Regions from separate parts of the Pan troglodytes genome. Here region 1 is linked to region 2. Evidence: chromatin contacts called from public HiChIP or PLAC-seq data. All regions are on one chromosome and are shown on one strand. Each heading gives the region's core, a stretch centred on a gene start, on an enhancer-like site or on the middle of the called end of the contact. The rest is flanking DNA. Distances are from core to core; before and after follow the strand shown. Region 1 holds the start of TUBB3 (tubulin beta 3 class III). Region 2 holds the start of VPS9D1 (VPS9 domain containing 1).

Region 1 (5,374 bases), core at 2,133-4,632, 210 kb after region 2:
GGCGCTGTCACCCTCACCATCCTGCTGGGCATTTTCTTCCTCTGCTGGGGCCCCTTCTTCCTGCATCTCACACTCATCGTCCTCTGCCCCGAGCACCCCACGTGCGGCTGCATCTTCAAGAACTTCAACCTCTTTCTCGCCCTCATCATCTGCAATGCCATCATCGACCCCCTCATCTACGCCTTCCACAGCCAGGAGCTCCGCAGGACGCTCAAGGAGGTGCTGACGTGCTCCTGGTGAGCGCGGTGCAGGCGGCTTTAAGTGTGCTGGGCAGAGGGAGGTGGTGATATTGTGTGGCCTGGTTCCTGTGTGTCCCCGTTTGTCAAAGAGGATGGACTAAATGATCTCTGAAGGTGTTGAAGCGCGGACCCTTCTGGGTCCAGGGAGGGGTCCCTGCAAAACTCCAGGCAGGACTTCTCACCAGCAGTCGTGGGGAACGGAGGAGGACATGGGGAGGTTGTGGGGCCTCAGGCTCCGGGCACCAGGGGCCGGCCTCAGGCTCCTAAAGAGACATTTTCCGCCCACTCCTGGGACACTCCATCTGCTCCAATGACTGAGCAGCATCCACCCCACCCCCATCTTTGCTGCCAGCTCTCAGGACCGTGCCCTCGTCAGCTGGGATGTGAAGTCTCTGGGTGGAAGTGTGTGCCAAGAGCTACTCCCACAGCAGCCCCAGGAGAAGGGGCTTTGTGACCAGAAAGCTTCTTCCACAGCCCTGCAGCGGCTCTTGCAAAAGGAGGTGAAATCCCTGCCTCAGGCCAAGGGACCAGGTTTGCAGGAGCCCCCCTAGTGGTGTGGGGCTGAGCCCTCCTGAGGGCCGGTTCTAAGGCTCAGACTGGGCACTGGGGCCTCAGCCTGCTTTCCTGCAGCAGTCGCCCAAGCAGACAGCCCTGGCAAATGCCTGACTCAGTGGCCAGTGCCTGTGAGCATGGGGCCAGGAAAGTCTGGTAATAAATGTGACTCAGCATCACCCACCTTAGCCCCTTCCAGAAAGTGCTTGAAGTTTGCGGGTGGAGGGATGGGGGAGGGGAAGGTGGGCAGGGGTGAGAGTCGAGAGGGAAGAAAGGAGTCCCGGAAAACGTGGCTGCCTCCCCAGGTGAGGAAGCCACAGCCCCAGAGGCCCCAAATGCCTGGGGAGTGTGGAGGTCCCAACCAGGCTTGCGCTGACCATGCTTCTCGGTTTTCTCTCCGTGCTGACAAACCCCAGCCTAGAGGAAGGACGAGCAGGTGCAGCAGGGCCCCAGTCCCCTCCACTCTTGATGCTGTCCTAGCTGCAGAAGAGGCGGGTTCCCAGCCTTCCCTGTGACCACATGTGACCTCAGCCGGGACACATCCCTTTGCTGGCCCTGGCCCTGAGTCCCTCCAGCCATGATGAGCCGTGAATGGGACCATCCCTGTCCACTCTGAGATGCCTGGAAGGGGGCTCAGTGCAGGTGGGCTGGGGGCTGGGTCTGCTGTCTGCCCAGCACTGCCATTCTGGGAGTAGGCAGGTGGGGAAGGGGTGGGGGCTGGAGGGGGGAAGGGGTGGGGGGTGGAGGGTCTGTGTTCAGCCCGTCCTGGGAAATGCTTGATGTGAGGCCTCTGAAGATGGCAGTGAGGCAGAGGCCCAGCCGGCGGAGAAGTCCCTGGGAGTGAGTACCTGGGGATGAACTATGCTGCCTGGTGCTGGGGAGCAGTGGAGCCCCTGGGCCATCCCTCTGCTGAAACCTGGGCGTCTCACTGAAGAGACCACCTCCATTTCCTCTGCAGAGACTGAGCACTCAGTCAGCCCCCTTCCTGGGACAGGCTCAATGGAGGCTGCAGGGCCATCAGCCAACTCCTACGCAGGCTCAGTCAGCAGCCCCCTGGCCAGCCCCACCCCTGCGTCAGCTCCAGCCCTGACTGCCGGCCTCAGGACTGGGAGCTGCTTCCTGGCAGGGCCCGCCTCTGCTGGGAGACTGGACGGTGAGTCAGCCTTAAGCCTGGCACCAGACCCCTCTGAGGATGGAGCAGGAGCTGGCTGGCCTGAAGCTGCAAAACTTCTTCCCTCGTGGAGACAGGGAGGCACCTCAGACACTCACCCCGGACTCCCTTGAACAGGGACAGGGAGGAACCCCAGGCAGCTAGACCCCAGCCGCAGCCACACGAGCACACTGTGGGGCAGGGAGGGGCATCTCTTGAGAACAAAAGATCCATTTCTCGACTTTCCAAACTGGAGAGCTTCTTGAGAGAAAAGAGACAGGTACACGTCCACGCCACCCACACACAGCCCTGTGCACACGGACCGGACACAGGCGTCCACAGGCAAGTTCGCAGCTGCTCATTTTGTGAAGTGAATGCTGATTTGGGGGCCGGGTGGGGTTCGTCTGTACATCGTGCACTGTCAGACCCTTCCTGAAGGATTTTTGTTACTGAAGTATCAGAAGGCCCGTGTTCTAAGGTGGTGTCACTGTAATATCTGGCCCAGGAGGAGGTCAGTGCCGTGTCGGCGAGTCCTTTGCTCCCTTCCTTCTCTGACCAGTAAACGCATCTCCAGTCGCTCCCCCGAGGCCCCCCTGCACGCAGTCTCCGACCTCAGACAGTGAGTCAGATAGAAGCCGCTGCCCACCCTCCCCCACCCTGGCCGGCTTCTTGCCTGGCTTGAGCATCCTTGTGACGATTCCTGACACGGATGCGCACCGGGCAGTGGCACGTCCAGGTGCTGTGCGCGCCCGGGCCCACAAAGCTCCTTTGGACTCTCATGGCAGCCCCTTGGTGGAGGAGGTCGGGTGCCCACCCCCTCCCCGCCCACTGCGGAAGCCGGCGACCCACGGAGCTCGCTCTCGGCCGCCGCCACCCCTCTGTGTTCGCGCCCTTCCGAGCTCTGATCCGACGCTTTGTTTCTTCTCAGTGGGTTCAGGGCCTGGGCCAGCCTTTACCTACCTCCCCCACCCAAAACCGGCAAAAGCTCAGAGCACCTTGTCTGCCAAAAGACAGGGAGCTGGGATGGTGCGGGTTGGTCTCTAAACCGGCGTGGGGAAAAAAGACCCTCCGTACAAAGCCGCAGGGTGGGGCTGTCGCAAGGGCGGAACCGAGAGGGTAGCTGGGGGCGGGGTTCCCAGGGCCAAGAGGGGCTATTGTCCTCCCTGGAGCCCGGCGCCCCCACAGCCAGCTCCTCTGGGAGACAGCCCCTCCTTTCGAATGCGCGGGGCCCTCAGACCGCGCCCGGCCCAGCGTCGGGGGATCCTTGGCTGCGGGAGGGGCGCCGCATTGCGCGCGACGGGCGGGGACGCGCGGTGCGGAGCCTGCGGGCCGGGCGGGGTTCTGCGGCGGCGCCTCCCGATTGGCCACCCGCGGTGACATCAGCCGATGCGAAGGGCGGGGTCGCGGCTATAAGAGCGCGCGGCCGCGGTCCCCGACCCTCAGCAGCCAGCCCGGCCCGCCAGCGCCCGTCCGCAGCCGCCCGCCAGACGCGCCCAGTATGAGGGAGATCGTGCACATCCAGGCCGGCCAGTGCGGCAACCAGATCGGGGCCAAGGTGAGGCTGCGCGCCCCGGCCTGTCCCGGGCCCCGGGGCGGGAGGAGGGAGGCGCCGTGCCCCGCGGGCCGCACCTCCAGCTGCCCCCGCCCCTGCGAACCTGCAACAAAGGGATGCGCCCAGCGCCGCGCCGGGCGGCCGGGACGCGGGGCCCCCGCCCTGGGACTCTCGCCTGCACCTCTCTGCCCCTGCCCAGGTGACCTCGGGCTGTCGAGGCGCAGCTCACGTCAGTCGCGAAGCCTCAGCCCCCTCCACACCTGCGCCCCCTCCACACCTGCACCCCCTCCACCGGGCCTCCGCAGGTGCAGCTGGGAGCCCTGTCTGGGCGTGGCCCTCTTTTTTGGGGCGGCGGCATAGCCTTGAGTGAGACGGGTGGGGTAGGCAGGTTTGGGTAGGGTGGGGGGTTCTCCTCACAGCCGTGATTTCCTCGGCCCGAACCCCCCACTGGAGGAGCCGAACGTCCCCCGAGAGGCTAGAGCCGCCCCGATTACCCCAGCCTGCTCCGACACCCCTCGGCGTCCTAGCTCCACCCTGTCCCTTTGTTGGAGGGGTTGGGCCTGGACTCGAGATGACCTTGGTCCAGGACCAGGCTCTCCATCGGCGCAGCCGCTCCTGGGCAACCCCCGCGGGGCTTGACCGCGCCCACCCAGGGTCTACCAGTCTGGGGATTGGATGTGGGAACAAAGCCGGGCTGTGGGGTGTGGAGGCTGCACCGTGGCGCGCCCCTCCCTCCATTGTTAGCCCACCTCGCAGATGTTGGGGCCACGCAGGAAGGGGCGTTGGTGCAGCTGTGCAGGGACCCCTGCCTAAATCGTTAAGGGGACGTCGTGTCCCCTGGTCCTGGGAGGCTGTCCCTGGCCCAAGGTCACACAGCAGGTGCGAGAGAGCTGGGCTGGCCCTTGGTTCTCATCCTCTGCAGGAGCCAACCTGGGGCTCGGGCGGGGCGGGTTGGGGGCGCTGCTTGCCAAAGGATCTGCCCTCCGAACAGTGTTGGGGAACAGGGGATGGGGGGGAGGCTGGCTTTGTCAGGACCAAGGCCAGGGACCCAGCTCAGGGCTGGTGCAGCGCTGATTCTGGGAAGGAGGGGGTGCAGGAGACGGTCCTGGAGGGGAAGGGGCCAGAGAAAGGCTGCCTCCGGAGGCTGTTGCCATGGAAACCAGGCAGGAACAAAAAGCTAATTACAACAGGGCCAGCCACGTGGCTGACATGTAAATTGCAACTTTGGCTCCGGGTGGAGGCGCCTCTGAGGGTGGGAGGCCCAGTAGTGGGGAGACTCTAATCACCCAAGGAGACAGCTGTGCCTGCCAAGGAGAGCCTGGGGGAGGGGAGGCCTGGGGGACAGTGGCCTCAAATCAAACCAGGACTCCCGGAGCAGCCTCTGACAGCTGCCTTGGCCTGATGGGAGGGGCTGAGGGCTCATTAATGTGGTCACTGGGGCCAAGCCTCCCCTGAGCATCTGCTCCTGGGAGAGTCAGGGGTCGCTGGGGGGAGGGAGGGCAGGCAGCCCTGGGGCTCCTGGGAGGGTCAGGGGTCTCTGGGGGGAGGGAGGGCAGGCAGCCCTGGGGCCCACCTGGGGTTTCTTCCTTCTATGGCTGGGATGGGCCCAGAGCTGTGGTCCCACAAGGCACTTGTCAGGCAAGAGCTGGGATCTAGAAGTCAGGTCCACATGCAGACATCCCCTGAGGCTCCACGGGTAGCAGAGGGAGCCCTTGTCCCCTGGACCGTGTCCTTGGCTGCCTTGTGCTCTGCTTCTCAACACTGGAGCTCTTAGTTTGCCCGCTACTTTTTATTCCTTTTGAGTTGTTTGTTTTTTAATATATTTCGTTTTAAAAATTAATACCTGGCCGGGCACGGTGGATGAGGAATCTCATGTAATCC
Region 2 (4,999 bases), core at 1,821-4,320:
TCCCACGTCCGGGGGCTCCCCCGACCTCCGTGCTCCCACCCCCGACCTCCGTGCTCCCACGTCCGGGGGCTCCCCCGACCTCCGTGCTCCCACGTCCGGGGGCTCCCCCGACCTCCGTGCTCCCACGTCCAGTGGCTCCCCCTGACCTCTGTGCTCTATGTCCAGTGGCTCCCCCTGACCTCTGTGATCCTATGTGCAGCGGCTGCTGGCCTCTCAAACTTAATGTGTTCATTGCGGAACTTGCTATTCCTCTCCTTGCCAGTTTGCTCCTGCCCCATCTGCCTCCTGCAAGTCTGCTCTGTTCCACCTTCAGGACGCACCCCGAGGCCGTTTACTGCTCCCATCCTGGGTGGTCTGGCCACTGCCATCCTCAGTCCTCACCTGAGGCTCCACTCCCAGGCTGTCCTCTCCCTCAAAGCTCAAAGTCTCTTCAAGTTTCCCTGCACACCAGAATGGCCCCAGTTCCACCCAAGGCATGCACACAGCCCCACCCCGCCCACTCCTATTTCAGGGCCTTTGCACACCCCACAGCTGGAATGCTGCCCCACGTCTGTGCCGCTCACTGGAGCCAGTGTCTTGCCACACCCCAGTCTCCATCTTCTTATCCACAACGCTGGTCCCTTCCTGCCACTATATCACACTGAGTGTGGGCTGGTCCACCTGCTACAAATGGTCAGGCTGGAAGGATACAAGAGACCCCCGCCGAAGCCTGGCACCCATCAAGGGCTAGGATGCCCACAATTTGTCCAGCATGGAGGAAGCAGCAGGGCTCAGCCATGCCTTTTTCTTTTTCTTTTCTTTTCTTTTCTTTTTTTTTTTTTTTTTTGAGACGGAGTTTCGCTCTTGTTCCAGGCTGGAGTACAATGGGGTGATCTCGGCTCACTGCAACCTCCGCTCCCGGGTTCAAGCAATTCTCCTGCCTCAGCCTCCCGAGTAGCTGGGACTACAGACACCCGCCACCAGGCCCAGCTGATTTTTTAGATTTTTAGTAGAGACGGGGTTTCACCATGTTAGCCAGGATGGTTTCGATCTCCTGACCTCAGGTGATAGCCCGCCTCTGCCTCCCACAGTGCTGGGATTACAGGCGTGAGCCACCGCGCCCGGCTGGCTGAGCCGTACCTTTAGTGGTTTCCACTTCTTCCAGTAACACCTGGGAGATATAGTGGATGCTCCTCAGGTATTCCGTGTATGCCTCCTGTGTCCAGGAAAGAGAAAGAGTGGGGTCAGGCCAGTGGAGGGAAGTGACTCCATTATTCCGGCCAGGTGCCCTTCTGGGATAAGCAAGGAACACCACCACCTGCTTATCTCTGAGATACACCCAGAGACATTGAGCCTGCGGTGGTTAGCTGCAGCCGGAACACGGTTTTCTGCGCGGGGCACAGGCAGCATCGCTGCTCTCCAGACTTGGAAAAGACATCAGGATCTGAGAGAGAGAGAGAGCCAGGGACGAGCTGGACCTCATTTTCTCCTCTGACTGCCTTTCTCTCCAGCACAGGAACTGATATTCTCATTCAGTGGGCCTGGGGAAGTGACCTCAGCAGTTTGCTGTCATTTTTCATTCTATGCAATGTTTCCTTCTTGTGCAACTCAAGGGTGATTCATTCAGTGGCTTAAAAAAATACTTTTCTGAGAGGATAAAGAGAGTGATACTGGAAGTTTTCAAATCACTTCCCGGCTTCAGTTCCGAGAAATCCCTTTCCCAGAACCTGCGAGTTACGTATTTCCAGTGCACACAGGAGCCTAGAACTGTTACCTTTCAAGGCTGTGTGACCCCTCTGACAAGGTACAGGTCATTGGAACCACAGTACGGTGGTTTGTTTTGTTTTGTTGAGACAGAGTCTCACTCTGTCGCCCAGGCTGGAGTGCAGTGGCAGGATCTCGAGTCAGTGCAACCTCCGCCTCCTGGGTTCAAGTGATTCTCGTACCTCAGCCTCCCAAGTAGCTAGGATTACAGGTGTGCACCGCCACACCCAGCTAATTTTTGTATTTTTAGTAGAGACGGGGTTTCACCACGTTGGCCAGGCTGGTCTCAAACTCCTCACCTCAGGTGATCCACCGCCTGGGCCTCCCAAAGTGTCAGGATTACAGGCGTGAACCACAGCGCCCAGCAATATGCTATGTTTTTTTGTTTTATCCCTAGCTGTTAAGTTTCCTATCTTTAAGTCTATGCCTCAGAGAGAAAGACGAAATATAATCCAGGCAGGATTTCTGACTTGCGGGGGCACCTGCTGCCCTAAAAACCAACTTGGGGAAAGCAGCAGATTCAGGAACGAGGCTTCTCCTAGGCACAGGCAGGCTCCTTCCCTCCTTGGGCAGCCGGGTGTGGCTGGGCCGGCTTCTCTACCTGGTCGCCAACCTTAGATTCGGCCCCATCTCAGGAACGGGCCACACCCCTCCGGCCTGCTTTTCCTTCCTGAGACGACTGCAAACAGCATCACAAATGAGCAGGTATGTGGCCTTCTCTGCATGCCGTCCCCTGTGGCAACCGGATTAAATCTACCATCTCTGCCCAGAAAAATGCACGAACGCATGGACCTGCTCGTCACTCGGATTTTGGAAGGTGGCCTGGCGGACCCTCCTGCTACATCTCCTCTACAGGTGGAGCCCAGGCTCTGATGCACCGGCTCAGCGAGCGGACTGGAAAGCCAAGGCCCGCAGGATCTGAGCTGTCCAAGGTCACTGCACGCCCGGCTGCGCCCCGCCCCCGTCCTCGCCCGGGAACCGCGGTCCGGGATCCCGGTTGGCGCCCGCTCCCAAGTCTCCAGCCCGAGCCGGCCCCGTCCTCGCCCTCCCCGGGCGGGGGTCCCTCCAGGGGCCACCCTTAGCGGCCAAGCCCCGCCCCCGCCCCGCCTCACCCGGGGCCGGTTGCCGGTGTCCAGCTCGATGGCCCCGTTGGCAAGCTTCATGGCGCTCTGCAGCGGCTTCACCGTGCCGTCCCCGGCCGCAGCGGCCATGGCGCCGAGCGGGGGAGGCGGCGGCGGTAGCCGAGGGGCTGGACGGGCGGCCGGAGGCCCGGAACGCAGCCGGCGCTGGTGCTGGAGCCGCCCGAGCAGCGGACCGCCGGAAGGGACGCGGCCGCACTTCCGGCGACGGGCCCCCTCCGCGCGTACTGCGGGCCCCACGGGTGTTAGTGGCGGGGGCGGCAGAGTCCGGGTGGGTTGTCGCGACGGAGCCGGGCCTCTTCGCCGTCGTGAGACGGGGCTGGCGAGAAGGGCCCCTCACGGAGTTGCCATGGGCGTCTAACCGCGGCAGCCAGGCCCCTCTCTACGTGAGACCCCGGCCCCCCTCCCCTTTCTGCAGCCCGCCCGCCACCTGCGCGCCGCGTGGCCTCCGCCGGCGCCTGCCCGCCCCGCGCCTCCGTCTCCCACGGTAAGAGGCGGTGAGGGCCGCGTCGCCTCTCCCTGGAGGACTCGTCGTGAGGTCTCGGCGAGCCTCTCCGCCCACCGCCCCGCCCCAGGCCAGCGCTCCATTGGCGACAGAGGCGGGCACGGCCGCCCTCGGGCCGGAGAGGGCAGCGGTACAAGCGGGGGCGCTGGCACCGCGGGTGGAACCTCGGTCGGCGGGGTCCCGCCCCTGGCCCCTGGCCCCTGGCCCGCCCCGCCCGCCTCGCTTTGCTTCTCGCTCCGCCCCTCCCCCGCCCCGCCTCGCTTCCAGCGCGCCGAGCGGAGCCTAACGCCGGGTCCTCTAGGAACCTCGGGCCGGGCAGCACCCGCGGGGTTCTGCTGGCGTCCTCCGCTGCCATGAAGCGGGACCGGCTGGGCCGCTTCCTGTCTCCTGGGGCGTCCCGACAGTGCGGGGCCTCGGACGGCGGCGGCGGCGTCAGCCGGACTCGGGGCCGCCCTTCCCTTAGCGGCGGGCCGAGGGTGGACGGGGCGACGGCGCGGCGCGCCTGGGGCCCGGTGGGGTCCTGCGGGGACGCGGGCGAGGACGGCGCGGACGAGGCAGGTGGGTCCGCGGCCCGGGCGTGGCGGGCTGGGGTCGCGGCAGGGGTTGCGCGTGGGAGGAGCTGCACTGACGCCCGGAAGCCGGCGCGGCCTCCCCTCCACCCGGCCAAGGGCGTAGCGGACTCGGGGCTGCGTCTGGATAGGCGCTGGGCGGCCGGCTCGGTTTTCCTCGCGCTCCGTGACGCCGGCGTCGCCGGCCCGGCCTCTCCGGCCGCGGGCTCGGCCAGAAGGGACCCGGCGTGAGGAGCGCTGTCACCGCGGGCAGGTCGCCCTGGGGTGCCCGCGCGTGGGAATCGCCCTCCCCTGTTTCGTGCCCTCGGGGAGCAGGAAAGGAGGCGGCACCTGCAATTGGCAGACAGGAAACCGCGGCGTTTCCTGGAGGGCGCAGCGCCTGCCCCGGGTCTCGCGGTCGCTGGGAGGAGGGTGCAGTTCCAGGTTTCACTCTTGAAGTTGCTTCGCTGGAGAGGCCTTAGAGGCCTTTGAAATTTGAAAGATTTCTTGGACCAGCGGCCACATCCCCCACAGGGCGGCTTGTCCCGCCGAGAGCTGCGCGCCCGAGCCGCTTGCTGTGTCCGGGAGCCGCGCGAAGGGCGATGCAGGCGCTGCCCTCGGACCTGGAGTCCGGGACGCCCTGTGCTCAGGAGCCTCCTTTGCCAGATGCTAACACTTCCTGCCGCTCTGTGCAGGAGCAGGCCGGGCTCTCGCCATGGGTCACTGTCGCCTCTGCCACGGGAAGTTTTCCTCGAGAAGCCTGCGCAGCATCTCCGAGAGGGCGCCTGGAGCGAGCATGGAGAGGCCATCCGCAGAGGAGCGCGTGCTCGTACGGGACTTCCAGCGCCTGCTTGGTGTGGCTGTCCGCCAGGACCCCACCTTGTCTCCGTTTGTCTGCAAGAGCTGCCACGCCCAGTTCTACCAGTGCCACAGCCTTCTCAAGTCCTTCCTGCAGAGGGTCAACGCCTCCCCGGCTGGTCGCCGGAAGCCTTGTGCAAAGTACGCACTAGTCTGTTCAGAGCACGTTCAGGCTGTCAGTACTGCAGTGTGACGGGTGTTGAGAG

Evidence for each region. HiChIP or PLAC-seq counts read pairs in DNA pulled down with a chosen protein or histone mark.
Region 1: an H3K4me3 HiChIP or PLAC-seq map of stem cell-derived excitatory neurons shows a contact between it and region 2, with 2.3 times the contacts expected there. The contact joins the promoter of TUBB3 here to the promoter of VPS9D1 in region 2. A contact is called at or near these places in 1 of 7 Hi-C or Micro-C datasets (stem cell-derived neural progenitor cells) and 1 of 1 datasets of contacts at active chromatin or transcription factors (stem cell-derived excitatory neurons).

The regions. Positions count from the first base shown.
Region 1 is chr18:88,141,068-88,146,441 of NHGRI_mPanTro3-v2.0_pri, forward strand. It overlaps TUBB3 (tubulin beta 3 class III), which reads left to right and starts at 3,383. Exons shown (of 4, transcript NM_001279958.1): 1 at 3,383-3,496. The coding sequence starts at 3,440. It overlaps MC1R (melanocortin 1 receptor), which reads left to right. Exons shown (of 1, transcript NM_001009152.1): 1 at 1-240. The coding sequence ends at 240.
Region 2 is chr18:87,929,985-87,934,983 of NHGRI_mPanTro3-v2.0_pri, forward strand. It overlaps VPS9D1 (VPS9 domain containing 1), which reads right to left and starts at 3,071. Exons shown (of 15, transcript XM_016930437.4): 1 at 2,856-3,071; 2 at 1,120-1,195. The coding sequence starts at 2,954. ZNF276 (zinc finger protein 276) reads left to right here and starts at 2,325. Exons shown (of 11, transcript XM_009431457.4): 1 at 2,325-2,675; 2 at 4,631-4,934. The coding sequence starts at 2,451.